Linked DNA regions of Sus scrofa: all the other regions are linked to region 3. Evidence: chromatin contacts called from public HiChIP or PLAC-seq data. All regions are on one chromosome and are shown on one strand. Each heading gives the region's core, a stretch centred on a gene start, on an enhancer-like site or on the middle of the called end of the contact. The rest is flanking DNA. Distances are from core to core; before and after follow the strand shown.

The links. HiChIP or PLAC-seq counts read pairs in DNA pulled down with a chosen protein or histone mark.
Region 1: a contact with region 3 is called in an H3K27ac HiChIP or PLAC-seq map of alveolar macrophages. The contact joins two enhancer-like sites. A contact is called at or near these places in 2 of 2 datasets of contacts at active chromatin or transcription factors (alveolar macrophages and skeletal muscle).
Region 2: a contact with region 3 is called in an H3K27ac HiChIP or PLAC-seq map of alveolar macrophages. The contact joins two enhancer-like sites.
Region 4: an H3K27ac HiChIP or PLAC-seq map of alveolar macrophages shows a contact between it and region 3. The contact joins two enhancer-like sites. A contact is called at or near these places in 2 of 2 datasets of contacts at active chromatin or transcription factors (alveolar macrophages and skeletal muscle).

The regions. Positions count from the first base shown.
Region 1 is chr14:56,153,044-56,155,743 of Sscrofa11.1, reverse strand. No RefSeq gene overlaps it. Among named protein-coding and RNA genes, the nearest start is that of TOMM20, 41 kb to the right of the region's middle. Within about 2 kb of position 1,368, at least 57 of the 83 cell types and tissues checked have an H3K27ac peak or open chromatin away from gene starts, as enhancers often do. A contact at or near this core is called in alveolar macrophages, where this site is marked.
Region 2 is chr14:56,273,319-56,276,018 of Sscrofa11.1, reverse strand. No RefSeq gene overlaps it. Among named protein-coding and RNA genes, the nearest start is that of TOMM20, 160 kb to the right of the region's middle. Within about 2 kb of position 1,343, at least 29 of the 83 cell types and tissues checked have an H3K27ac peak or open chromatin away from gene starts, as enhancers often do. A contact at or near this core is called in alveolar macrophages, where this site is marked.
Region 3 is chr14:56,598,910-56,601,764 of Sscrofa11.1, reverse strand. No RefSeq gene overlaps it. Among named protein-coding and RNA genes, the nearest start is that of IRF2BP2, 55 kb to the right of the region's middle. Within about 2 kb of position 1,529, at least 36 of the 83 cell types and tissues checked have an H3K27ac peak or open chromatin away from gene starts, as enhancers often do. A contact at or near this core is called in alveolar macrophages, where this site is marked.
Region 4 is chr14:56,189,985-56,192,684 of Sscrofa11.1, reverse strand. LOC110256735 (a long non-coding RNA gene) reads right to left here. Exons shown (of 4, transcript XR_002338651.1): 4 at 1-101. Among named protein-coding and RNA genes, the nearest start is that of TOMM20, 78 kb to the right of the region's middle. Within about 2 kb of position 1,369, at least 4 of the 83 cell types and tissues checked have an H3K27ac peak or open chromatin away from gene starts, as enhancers often do. A contact at or near this core is called in alveolar macrophages, where this site is marked.

The DNA of each region.
Region 1 (2,700 bases), core at 119-2,618, 450 kb after region 3:
ACTCCTCCTGCAGACGCAGGAAGTGTTCCAAGGCGCCTTTCTCGAATCCCTGGATGGCTTGGAAGGTAGGGTTGTTGGAGTCCCATCAACATCATCGGGTTCTGAACTGCTTGGAGCAGATGGTGGAGCCGCAGTGGGTGAGCCTGTGTCAAAGTGCCTGCATCTCCGAGACTCTCCAACCTCCTCCCCTCGCCCCTCCATGGCTCTGCCTGCTGCTGCCTGGTCAGGAGCTCCAGCCTCCTGACCGAGCAGAGACGTCGCCCAGGGACGCTGCCCCCCTGCACCCAACGCCAAGCTCTCCCTGGCCTGGGGCGGGGCCTCACGCCTCCCCCCACCCCACCACGGCCTTAATGAGGATGAGAATAACCTGCTCCGTGGCTTTCCTGGGGGTGACTAATGGGTTAATCCGGGGAAGGCCCTTTGAAGATGAAAAGCCTGATGTAACTCAAGGGTTGAAGGCAGGCACCTGCCCCAGCCTGGGCCTGAGTCAGCAGAGTGACCTCCTGCCTGCAGGCGGGCTGGGCGAGCTGGCCCAGTCCCCATTCAAAGTCAGGGTTGGCCAACCCCGTGCGTGTGTGGTGTGTGTGTGTGTGTGTGTGTGTGTGTGTGTGTGTTGTGTGGGCCTCTGGGAGGTTGGGAACTGTGTCTCCTGGGCGTTTGAGTGGTTGAATAAACCTTCAAATGGCTCTGCCAAGAGGGCAGCACACATCCTCATCCTAGAGAATATCAGTTAAGACAGTATTTCCTGGCCATTGTTAGGGGAAAATGCTTTCCTTTTTATTTTCTTTTTCTTTTTTTCTTTTTTCGGACCGCACCTGCAGCACATGGAAGTTTCTGGGCTAGGGGTTGAATCAGAGCTTTGGCGGCCGGCCTATGCCACAGCTACAACAACTCAGGATTGGAGCCACATCTGTGACCTACACCACAGCTCACAGCAATGCCAGATCTTTAACCCACTGATGGAGGCCAAGGATTGAACCTGCATCCTCATGGATACTAACCGGTTCTTAACCCACTGAGCCACAATGGGAGCTCCCAGGAAAATGCTTTTCTCACAGGGCATTCCTCCCAAGAGGTGCCGTTTTTCTCCTGCCTTTGGAAGAAGGAGCTGCGGCAGTGGTGGGCAGCCTGGGGAATCTGAGGTCGGGGTGTAAGGGAGGCGGGCGGCTGTGCTTTCAGCTCTCCAGCTCCTGATGTTCTAGTCTGCCCTGCATTCACATCTCCCAAGCAGAGAAAGAGGCAGCCAGAGCTGAAAACCAGAGGCCAAAAGCAGCGGATGAAGCGAGTGTCGTCCAGGACCACGCCCCCTCCCACCCTTGACCCGGTACAGGGGGATTTGACGCAGCGGCAGCTGGGAAGCCAAGAACAGAAAGCCTTTAAGCCACGCAAACTGATGCCAAGATTCCGCCACCCGGGAGCCCGTTTCCTGCGCTCTGCACATTCCTCCCTTCCCCCCCCCCGCCCCCACCTCCAGTGACCCCTCTCCACGCAGCCTCCTTGCACGCAGCACTGGTTTCTTCTTTCTTCTGGAACACAAGTCATGCGGCCAGAAGGAATGCAGGCACTTCTGCTTTCTCTCTTAGGTCCCCATTTCCTTAGAAGTTTTTCACTGCCCTTTCTCCTCCCATAATTTGCCCCGAACCCTAGAGGCCCCCACAACACACAGAATGATAAAGATACGAAAATAGGATGCAAGGATTGGCAGCATGAAGGCAGGAAAGAGGGCAGAGGGGGCCACTAATCTTTTTGCACGCAGCCAGGAATGGACGGGGTGGGGGGCATAGCCCCTGGAACAGGCTATGAAAGGATTCCGTTCTGTTCTGTTTGGAAGGAGATGGGTGGAAATGACAGTTTGGAGAGGATTAGAACGGGGAAAACGGTTTCAGGGGAAGCAGCCTCTTTTCTCCAGTTCTAACAGTGCCATCTAGTGGCCATGCGAGCAGGTGCAAGGCAGAGTCTCTGGACAGCCCCAGCTGACCCCGCGAGGGGAGGCATCCTGGCTTTGCAAAGGGCGCCCTGTTGATTGACAGCGGCCGGCCTCTCCCGGCAGCCAAATACGTCTCCCTGGAAGGGTCTACAAAAAACTGGGGAAGATAGTGCCTCAAGTAAACCCATAATAATGCCAACGGAGGAGTTTACACTGTTGCACAACTGAATTGGCGGCGTCTTGGGGGCGTTGGGACGCAGGTTCCATCCCCGGCCCGGCACAGTGGGTTAGAGATCTGACAGTGTCTCAGCTGCGGCTTAGGTCGAAACTGTGGCTCAGATGTGATCCCTGGCCCGGAACTCCATATGCCACAGGAGGGCCAAAAGGAAAAAAAAAAGAAAAAGAAATGTATTTTGGAGTTCCCATTGTGGCTCGACAGATTAAGAACGCAACACACAGTGTCCATGAGGATGCGAGTTCAATCCCTAGGCTCGCTCAGTGGGTTAAGGATCCACGTTGTGGTGAGCTGTGATGTAGGTGGCAGATGTGGCTTGGACGCCATGTTGCTGTGGCTGTGGCATAGGTTGGTGGCTACAGCTCCTGTTCAACCCCTAGCCTGGGACCTTTCACGTGCTGCAGGTGTGGCCCTAAAAAGAAAAAGAAAAGAAATCATTTCACCTTGGAACTCCACAAGTGGTTCTTTTTTTTTTTTTTTTTTTTTTTTTGCTTTTTGCTTTTTTAGGGATACACATGTGGTATATAGAAGTTCCCAG
Region 2 (2,700 bases), core at 94-2,593, 330 kb after region 3:
TTCCTTCTTTCTTTCCTTCTCTCTCTCTCTCTTTCTTTCTTTCTTTTTCTTTCTTCTTTCTTTCCTTTTTTGTCTTTTTAGGGCCACGCTCACAGCATACAGAGGCTCCCAGGCTAAGGGTTGAATGGGAGCTGCAGCTGCCCTCCTACACCACAGCCATGGCAACTCTGGATCTGAACCTCATCTGCAACCTATACCACAGTTCACAGCAAAGCCAGATCCTTAACCCACTGAGCGAGGCCAGGGATCAAACCCAAGTCTTCATGGATAGTAGTTGGGTTCATTACCACTGAGCCACAACAGGAACTCCTTAGTCAGCTCTTAAACAGGGTTTTTTGTTTTGTATGTTTTTCCCCCCCGTGAGTATGTGTGTGTGTGTGGCTTTTTAAAACTGTGGTTTAAAAAAAAAAAAAAAGTTGATCTGTAAGTCACAGTGTCAGAACGGTCAGGGTGAGAGTAGGCACTAACAGGAAAGCAGGAAGCACAGTCTAAGTTGACGGGGTTAGGGAGGACTTCAGAATTTCCATTCAACACCCCAGCAGCAGTAGCACACAGACAGGACAGCCCAGACAGAGCCAAATGTCATTTTCTCTATCCTAACTTATTGATTTCTGGGGTACTTCGGAAGAACTCAGGGGAGGGTGTGGGGTGTCCACGGCTGATGATTTTCATTGTTCTCACAATTATCGTGTGTTGGGGGGGTGGAGGAGAAGGCTGCTGAGGGGAACCAGAGAGCACATGAAAACGATGGCTGGATGCAGAGAAACCCCAGCACCCAGAGCAAACCCGCCTGCACCCGTTCCTCCCACGGCGGTGTTTTCAAAAGTAGCCTCTTCATTTACTTGGAAGAGACTTCATACCAAAAATATAAAAAGACACCATCCCATCCGCCATCAGCCCAGTCATCTTGACTCATCAGCCCAGAAACACAGCTGTGGCCAGGGGGCTGCACCCCCAAAATCACCGTCCCAGAGCCTGTGACAAGTCTGTGATGACAGAAGTGTAAATCACCGGAGCTGCGTGGAACCTCTCCACGCAGATGTGCAGCCCCGCTAGATGTCAGGGCACGTGGGGGACATGCGGAGTTCAAGGTCCCTCCACAACCCTGAGAGAGAGACTTGGCCCCCCCGGGGATGTAAAGGAAGCCGCTGCTTCTTCAGAGTTCTATTTTCCATTCTGCTACTTCAAAAGGGCTTTGGGTGTTCATTGTGCTAGTTGTTGGTTTTTTTTGTTGTTTTTTTTTTTTTTTCTTTTTTTTTCAGGAACACTCATTACAAAACTGAAACCAACATCACAGAACAATGAGAAATCACCACCCCCTTCCACAAGGTCAGAGTTGTGCACACACTTCAAATCTGAAAAATGTTTTGTGTGCGTGTGAAGTGACCTACGGTGGGCTTTCCCCAGCTGCCCCTCCCCAGGGGCCTTCCTTGCCAGTCTTGCCCTGGGGCAGGGTGCCCCCTGGACACCCCCCACTCATGGCCCTGACTGCTCAGCTGTCCTCCAAGGGCCTGACACCCGCTGTCTACTGGGTGTCATCACCCAAGGTCCCCCCACCTCCAACAGCTCCCCTCTGCGCCCCCCCAATTCCAGCCCCAGTCTGACCAGCCTCCAGCCCCAGACTCCTGCTGGGTCTCCCCCAGAGAACCTCCTCCATCAGATGCCCTCCCTCTCATGCCCACTGTCACCTGCCTGCCAGGCCCGTGTTGAAGTGGGATCATCCCAGAATGGCACCCCCCTTTCGAAGCTGCCCTCTGCCAGCACCCAACACCCAGCGACCTCGGCTCAAGCTGGCCTTCAGGGACTCCCCACCTGGCCCCAACCACTAAGATTCTCCAACCCAAAGTCGGGGACGTCCTCATACACTCCTTGGGTAGCTCTTCCCTCACCCCTTCATCTGTGTCTTAACCCCGCCTGGACCTTCCTCTCCCTCTAATCTGCTCACCCAGCTGCTCTTCAAAACCCAGTTCAAGTGCACCCCTCCCCCGTAACCGTCCCCCACACCCCGGCCACAATCTCTCCCCTCCCCAAAGCCCCACGTCCCTCACTGCCTGTGCCTCTTCTCCCTTTACAGGGCGACAAAGGGTCAGGATTCTAAGGCATTGAGGTGACTCTTTCCTGTCCTCCCTCAAGGCCCCTCTCCAGCTCATTTTCAAATACAGAAAAAGTTTCCCCTTCCTCAAAACACTACCGTTCAGATATTTGTCACAGGAGACCCAACACGTCTGCGAATCTGCGATGCGTGGGGGCCCCTAGGACTGTGGTGCCAACCTTCCCCGCCCACAAGTGGTGGCCTGCCTGCCCCTCCCCCAGCCCCAAGGGGCAGGGTGGCTTTCCCTAGGGTGTGTTGAACTCCAAGTTCAAGTTCTTGTTTCCTCAGATCTCAAGGAAACTTGCGAACAGGGAACTAAATCTTCAGCAGGCCCTGCATGTTGGTGCAGGGTCTGGGCAGCGGGGGACACTGGCCGGTGGGGCTATGGCCCATGTGCCCTCACAGTCTGACCCACCAGCTCTGCCCCACAGCCCACAGGTGGGACTGCAGCCATCCTGGCCTGGCTGGTGCCCACCCAGCACCTACCTAGCTCATCCATGCTGCAGAGGCCAACCAGGGCCATCCTGGCTCACACCCTCCACATCACAGGTTCGATGCCCCCAGAGGGCATCAGCCCCCAACACACATACACCACCTTCCTTTGCCTG
Region 3 (2,855 bases), core at 280-2,779:
AAAAAGAATTCCAATTAAAAGAAAGACTTTCCCTCACCTGCATTTCCTGTTATGGAGCCCCAAATGAATGCTAATTTGAGTGCCAAGTCGAAAACAATTTCAACCTACCACCAGTGTTCATTTTGTGGGATTTTCTTACTGATGGAGGAATTGATGTATGTGCCCATCCATTCGTCTGTCCATCTGTTTATCTATCTATTCATCTCCCCATCCATCTCATCTTCTCCCTAGTAAGACATTTAGGCGGCTACACAAAGAGCATGGATTTTTGCTTGCTCTCCCTCCATCCCTCTTTCTCTTTCTCTCTCCCCCTTTCCTTCTTTCTTTCTTTCTTTGCCACACCTGTGACATGCAGAAGTTTCTGGGCCAGGGATTAAACCTGTGCCACAGCTGTAATCTGAGCCACAGCAGTGAAAACACTGGATCCTTAACCCTCTGAGCAACAAGGGAACTCTGCTTCCTCCTCTTTCCATCTTGTTTTTCTCTCCCACCTGAGATGGAGATGAGCGTAGCGAGGGGCTTGGCCCAGGTGCCGGTGTAGGAGAAAGGCCATTGGCACCAGTGTCACGGTGGGGTATTTGAAACCTTCCAAGTCCCTCCATCCATGGTGGATATCAACGAGGCAGGATTGCTTGACAGAGCGTGTGATAGAGGGAGGAGCTTAATGAAGGTATCTGAGATGCTGATGGGCTGAAAGGAGCCCTTTTCTTGTCTTTGCAGTAACTTCCAGCGTCAGAACAGGGGGCCACTGGAGGGAACGAAGGACAAGGACATGTAAATAAACCACCATCAGAGCTGCTGCTTCCCAGGCTCTCACAGCTGGGAAGACAACCCACCTGGCTTCAGCCCGGGGTCCCCAAGTTAAATGTTACAGCTGAATGTGGAAGGGGCTGGGTGAATCCATGATCAAGAGTGATGCTGGCTTTTATAGGAGCCAAGATAAGGGTAATTAAATCTTGTGCTTCAGGCCATATAAACTGATCTCTGCAGGAGGGCAGGAATTAACTTAATTCCACAGGCACAACCCCACCCGACCCTCCAATAGCTTCATATGATAGACCCAGTGCATGACGGGGAAGGTAGCAGGAAAGAAGAAAGATTTGTTCTAAGCACCAGGTATTAACCAGCACACAAATCAGGAGCTTGAACTTGATGGGCCCCAAGGCTGATCCAGTGTGGCAAATCCAGAGCTTCTTACAGCTTCTCCCTGCACTTGGTTTATTACACACAATCTGTACAGGGGCTGTTTTCACACTTAATGGCAATCCTGAATCACTATCTATTTCCCATCTTCGCCTGCAAAACAGCAACCCAGAGCTAGTGCTCTGCCATAAATACTGGGCCCCATAAAGCCACGGCTGTATAGATTTGCCTTTTTGTGCGTGGATGTCTGATTCACTGGCGCTTTGGCAGCCTTCCAGGATCTAGGAGAGGAAAAAAACCATCCTGAGAATCCCAACAGCCTCATTTTGATCTGTGATACTGAGCAACTCATTTCCACTTCACAGGCTCCGCTGAGCTGTGCCACAGAAAGACAAATCCCAGACGAGGAAAGGGCAGGCGGTAGGAGGAAGGATGGTGGAGGAGACGGGGGGAGGAGGGGGGAGCAGAAAAGGGCCGCATCTATTAAGCTGTTTTTCTTTTGGTGAAAAGAAGCATTTATCAGTGATTTCATATATCATGTGAGAGGTGGCTTCCTGCCAGTTTCCAAGAATCCAAACAACCCGCTGACATCATATGCTAAATATAACTCAGCCTTTGCTTTAGGTGAATAAATAATGCCGCTGGAAAGGAATAGGTTCCCTTCAGTTACGTGTTTATTATGATCGGGCTGTCAGGCTTGTGTAATCAAAAGAATAATGTCCAGTACCAAGGAGGAATGGTGGGCAAAGAATTTTCAAACCATTTCAGGAGGTCACCTTTGAAGCCCTGTTCCTCTTGCCCTTCCCGATGGGAGGGAAGTGGGGGATTCATTTGTTGCGGGGGTCTTCGACGCCCTGATAGGTATGTGTGGGCATGTGTTGTATTTTGCACCTCTGCCCTGCCCTCCACACCAATGGCTGGTCTCTCCGGGGCAAATGCACAGAAGGAAGACATTCAAATGCACAGAGATGGTCCTGAGGCCGAGGTGGAGGTGGGTGGGGCCTGGGTGGGGTTCAGCAAAGAGGGCCAAGGAGGTCTCTGTTTTTGGCAGACCTTCAGGTGAGATGCTTGTCCAACAGCGAATGGCGACCCTAACGCCCCTTCCTCCATGTCCAGGATGTCACCCCCAAGAGCTTTTGCATTTAGCATGTTGTGCCAAAGAAGCCACAGGAAGAATTCGGGTTTCTAATGAGACCTAAAGATTTCTGCCTCCTCTCCAGCTCCACCCCCCACTCCACCCCCGCGGCTCCCCCCCCCCCCCACCGTCCCCAAACTCACACGGCGGGGGAGGGGGAGCCAGCCTCAAGGGCCTGTAGGAAGGGGCAGCTGGAAGGAGAAGAAAAGCAAGAAAATTAGTGCCGGGAGATAAGGAGACAGCGAGTCAAAATAGCTCCTGGAAAGGTGTTGGATCCCAAATAACATCTGCAAGATTTCTCTTCACACTCAGGGATACAATAGAGGTGGTTACTATGGAAACGGGTGTAAAAGCAGCGCAGAGAAAGGAGAGGGCCGGATATAAAGACGAGAGAGGAAAAGGCACACAACACTTTTAAAGCATCAAAGGGGAATACTACAGCACTTTCCATCTCTGAGAGAAGAAAAAAAAGTTATTGAGCCTAGAGATTGTTGAATGCTCTGAGCAGGGGAGGGGTCGGGGCTCTCAGACACCATAATCCCTTTCCCCACAAGCCTGGGTACTGAGCCTGCCTTCC
Region 4 (2,700 bases), core at 120-2,619, 410 kb after region 3:
GTCAAGCCTTTGTCCGCGTGTATCCTATCTTCAGTTTGCAGAGGCACAGGCAGAGCAGAGAGGACTAGCCCGAGGCCATTCCAGCTGCAGGCAGTAGGGACCTGAAGCCGAAGGAAAGGAAGACAGTGGTTTATACACCTGGTGTATTCATCTGCTAGGGCTGCAATAACAATGTACACAGACTCAGGGGCTTAAACAATAGACATTATTTTCTCCCGGTTCTGGAGGCTACGAGTCTGAGGTCAGGGTTTCAGCAGGACTGGTTCCTTCTGGGGCCTCCCTCCTTGGCCTATTGATGGCCATCTTCCCCCTGCATCCTCACATGCGCAACCCTCTGTGTGTGTGTGTCCTGATCTCCTCCTCTAGTAAGGACACCACTCCCACTGTATTAGGAACCATCCTAATGACCTCGTCTTACTTTAAGCACCTCTTTAAAGGCCCTGGGGTGTGAGGGAGGGAGGGACTGAGAGTTTGGGGGTTAGCAGATGCAATCTAGTATATAGAGGATGGATAAACACCAGGACCTACTGTAGAGCACAGTGAACTATAGTCAATATCCTGTGATAAACTATCATGGAAGAGAATATGAAGAAGAATATATGTGTGTGTGTGTGTGTGTGTGTGTGTGTGTGTGTGTGTATGAATATAGAATATATATAGAATATAATATATAGAGTATAGAATATAGAATATAAAAATATATATAATATATCTTATATATTGTTAAGATATATGTATAATATAATATATAGAATATGGAATATAATATATATATGATGCTTTGTTGTACAGCAGAAATTAACACAACATTGCAAATCAACTATGTATCTATACACAGAGTTTTTATTTTTTGCTTTTTTTTTTTCCTATTTAGGGCGCATCTGCAGCATATGGAGGTTCCCAGGCTAGGGGTCGAATGGGAGCTGCAGCTGTCAGCCTACACCACGGCCACAGCTACGCCAGATCTGAGCCTCATCTGTGACCTACACCACAGCTCGTGGCAACCTCAGATCCTTAAGCCACTCGACTATATTTTAATAAACTGAAAAAATAAATTAGTAAATAAACAACATAAAGGCCTCACCTCCAAATATAGTCCCATTCAGAGGTTCTGGGGTTAGGGCTTCAACACAGGAATTTGGGGGGGACACAATTCAGTGCATAATAGCAGGTTTCAGGCCCTTTATATGCATCATTTCAAGTAACTTTCCCAGAAACACTAGGAGGCAAACATTCCTTCCTCACTCATATATGATGAAACTGAGGCCCAAGAAGATTTGGTAACCTGGCCAAGGCCACACGACTAATAAATGATGGAGACATGAGTCAAACCAGGTCCGTCTGCCCCCAGGCCTGTGGCCATGACACCACCCCGCCTGCTGGGACCAGGTGGCTACACGTCACGAGGGCTAGGAAGCAAAAGCGCGGTGTGTGGGAAGCTGGCACTAAAAATACTACAGAGGGTCACATGTCCAAGTGTCATCAGCCCCAAATGTTCCTACTCACCCACTGTCCAGTGCCCTTCTGTGTCCCCTTTTCTCCTAGGTCAGCCTTTGTAGTCATGTTTAATTTTTTTTTTTTATTTTTTGGCCACCCTGCAGCATATGAAGGTTCCAAGCCAGGGATCAGATCTGAGCCACATCTGTGACCTACAAGGGATCCATTAACCCACTGTGCAGGGCCAGGGAGCAAACCTGAGTCCCGCTTGCAGAAACGCTGATGATCCCATCAGAAACTCCTTACCTCTTTTGGCTTTTTTTGGCCTAACCCACAACATGCAGAAGTTCCCGGGCCAGGGATCAAACCCATGCCACAGCAGTAACAACACCCAGTCCTTAACCCACTGAGCCACCAGGGAACGCCTCTTCATGCTTAACTTGATTGTGATTATTGGCAGGAATTGGAGAGATCCTCCCTTCCTGGGAAGGAGGGGATCTGTGGAAAAGGTGGGTCTAAAAGGAGCAGGGAGGAGTTCCCATTGTGGCTCAGCGGGTTAAGAACCCAACCAGTATCCATGAGGATGCAGGTTCAATCCCTGGCCCCACTCAGTGGGTTAAGGATCCCGCTTTGCCATGAGCTGTGGTGTAGGTCACAGATGCGGCCCACATCTGGTGTTGCTGTGGTGTAGGCCGGCAGCTGCGGCTTCAATTAGACCCCTAGCCTGAGAACTTCAATATGCCACAGGAGGGGTCCTAAAAATTAATTAATTAATTAATTAATTAAGCAGGGAAGGATGCTCAGAACCATGGAGAGGCCAATCCCTGACTGAGAGCTGATTTGGGAAATAGCTTGGAGACTCGGGCAGGAATCAGGAAGAAGCCTGTGGGATTCTTCTGTGAGCAGGCAAGCGTGGCCCTACCCACCTCTTCCCCAGGGAATTCAATTCTGATCTGGTCCAGAGTGGCTGAGTTCAGATCAAGGTTCCCAAGTGTGACAAGCTGAACCGTATCCCCAAAATTGATATGTCAAAGTCCTGACCCCCCAGAAGGTCAGAAAATGAAGGTATTTGGAAAGACGGTTTTTAAAGAGGTCATTTAGGTCGAGTGAGCTCATGAAGGTGGGCCCTATTCCAACATGAATGGTGAACTGATGGAGTTCCTGTCGTAGCACAGTGGTTAATGAATCTGACTAGGAACTACTAGGTTGCAGGTTCGATCCTACCCTTGCTCAGTGGGTTAAGGATCCGGCATTGCCTTGAGC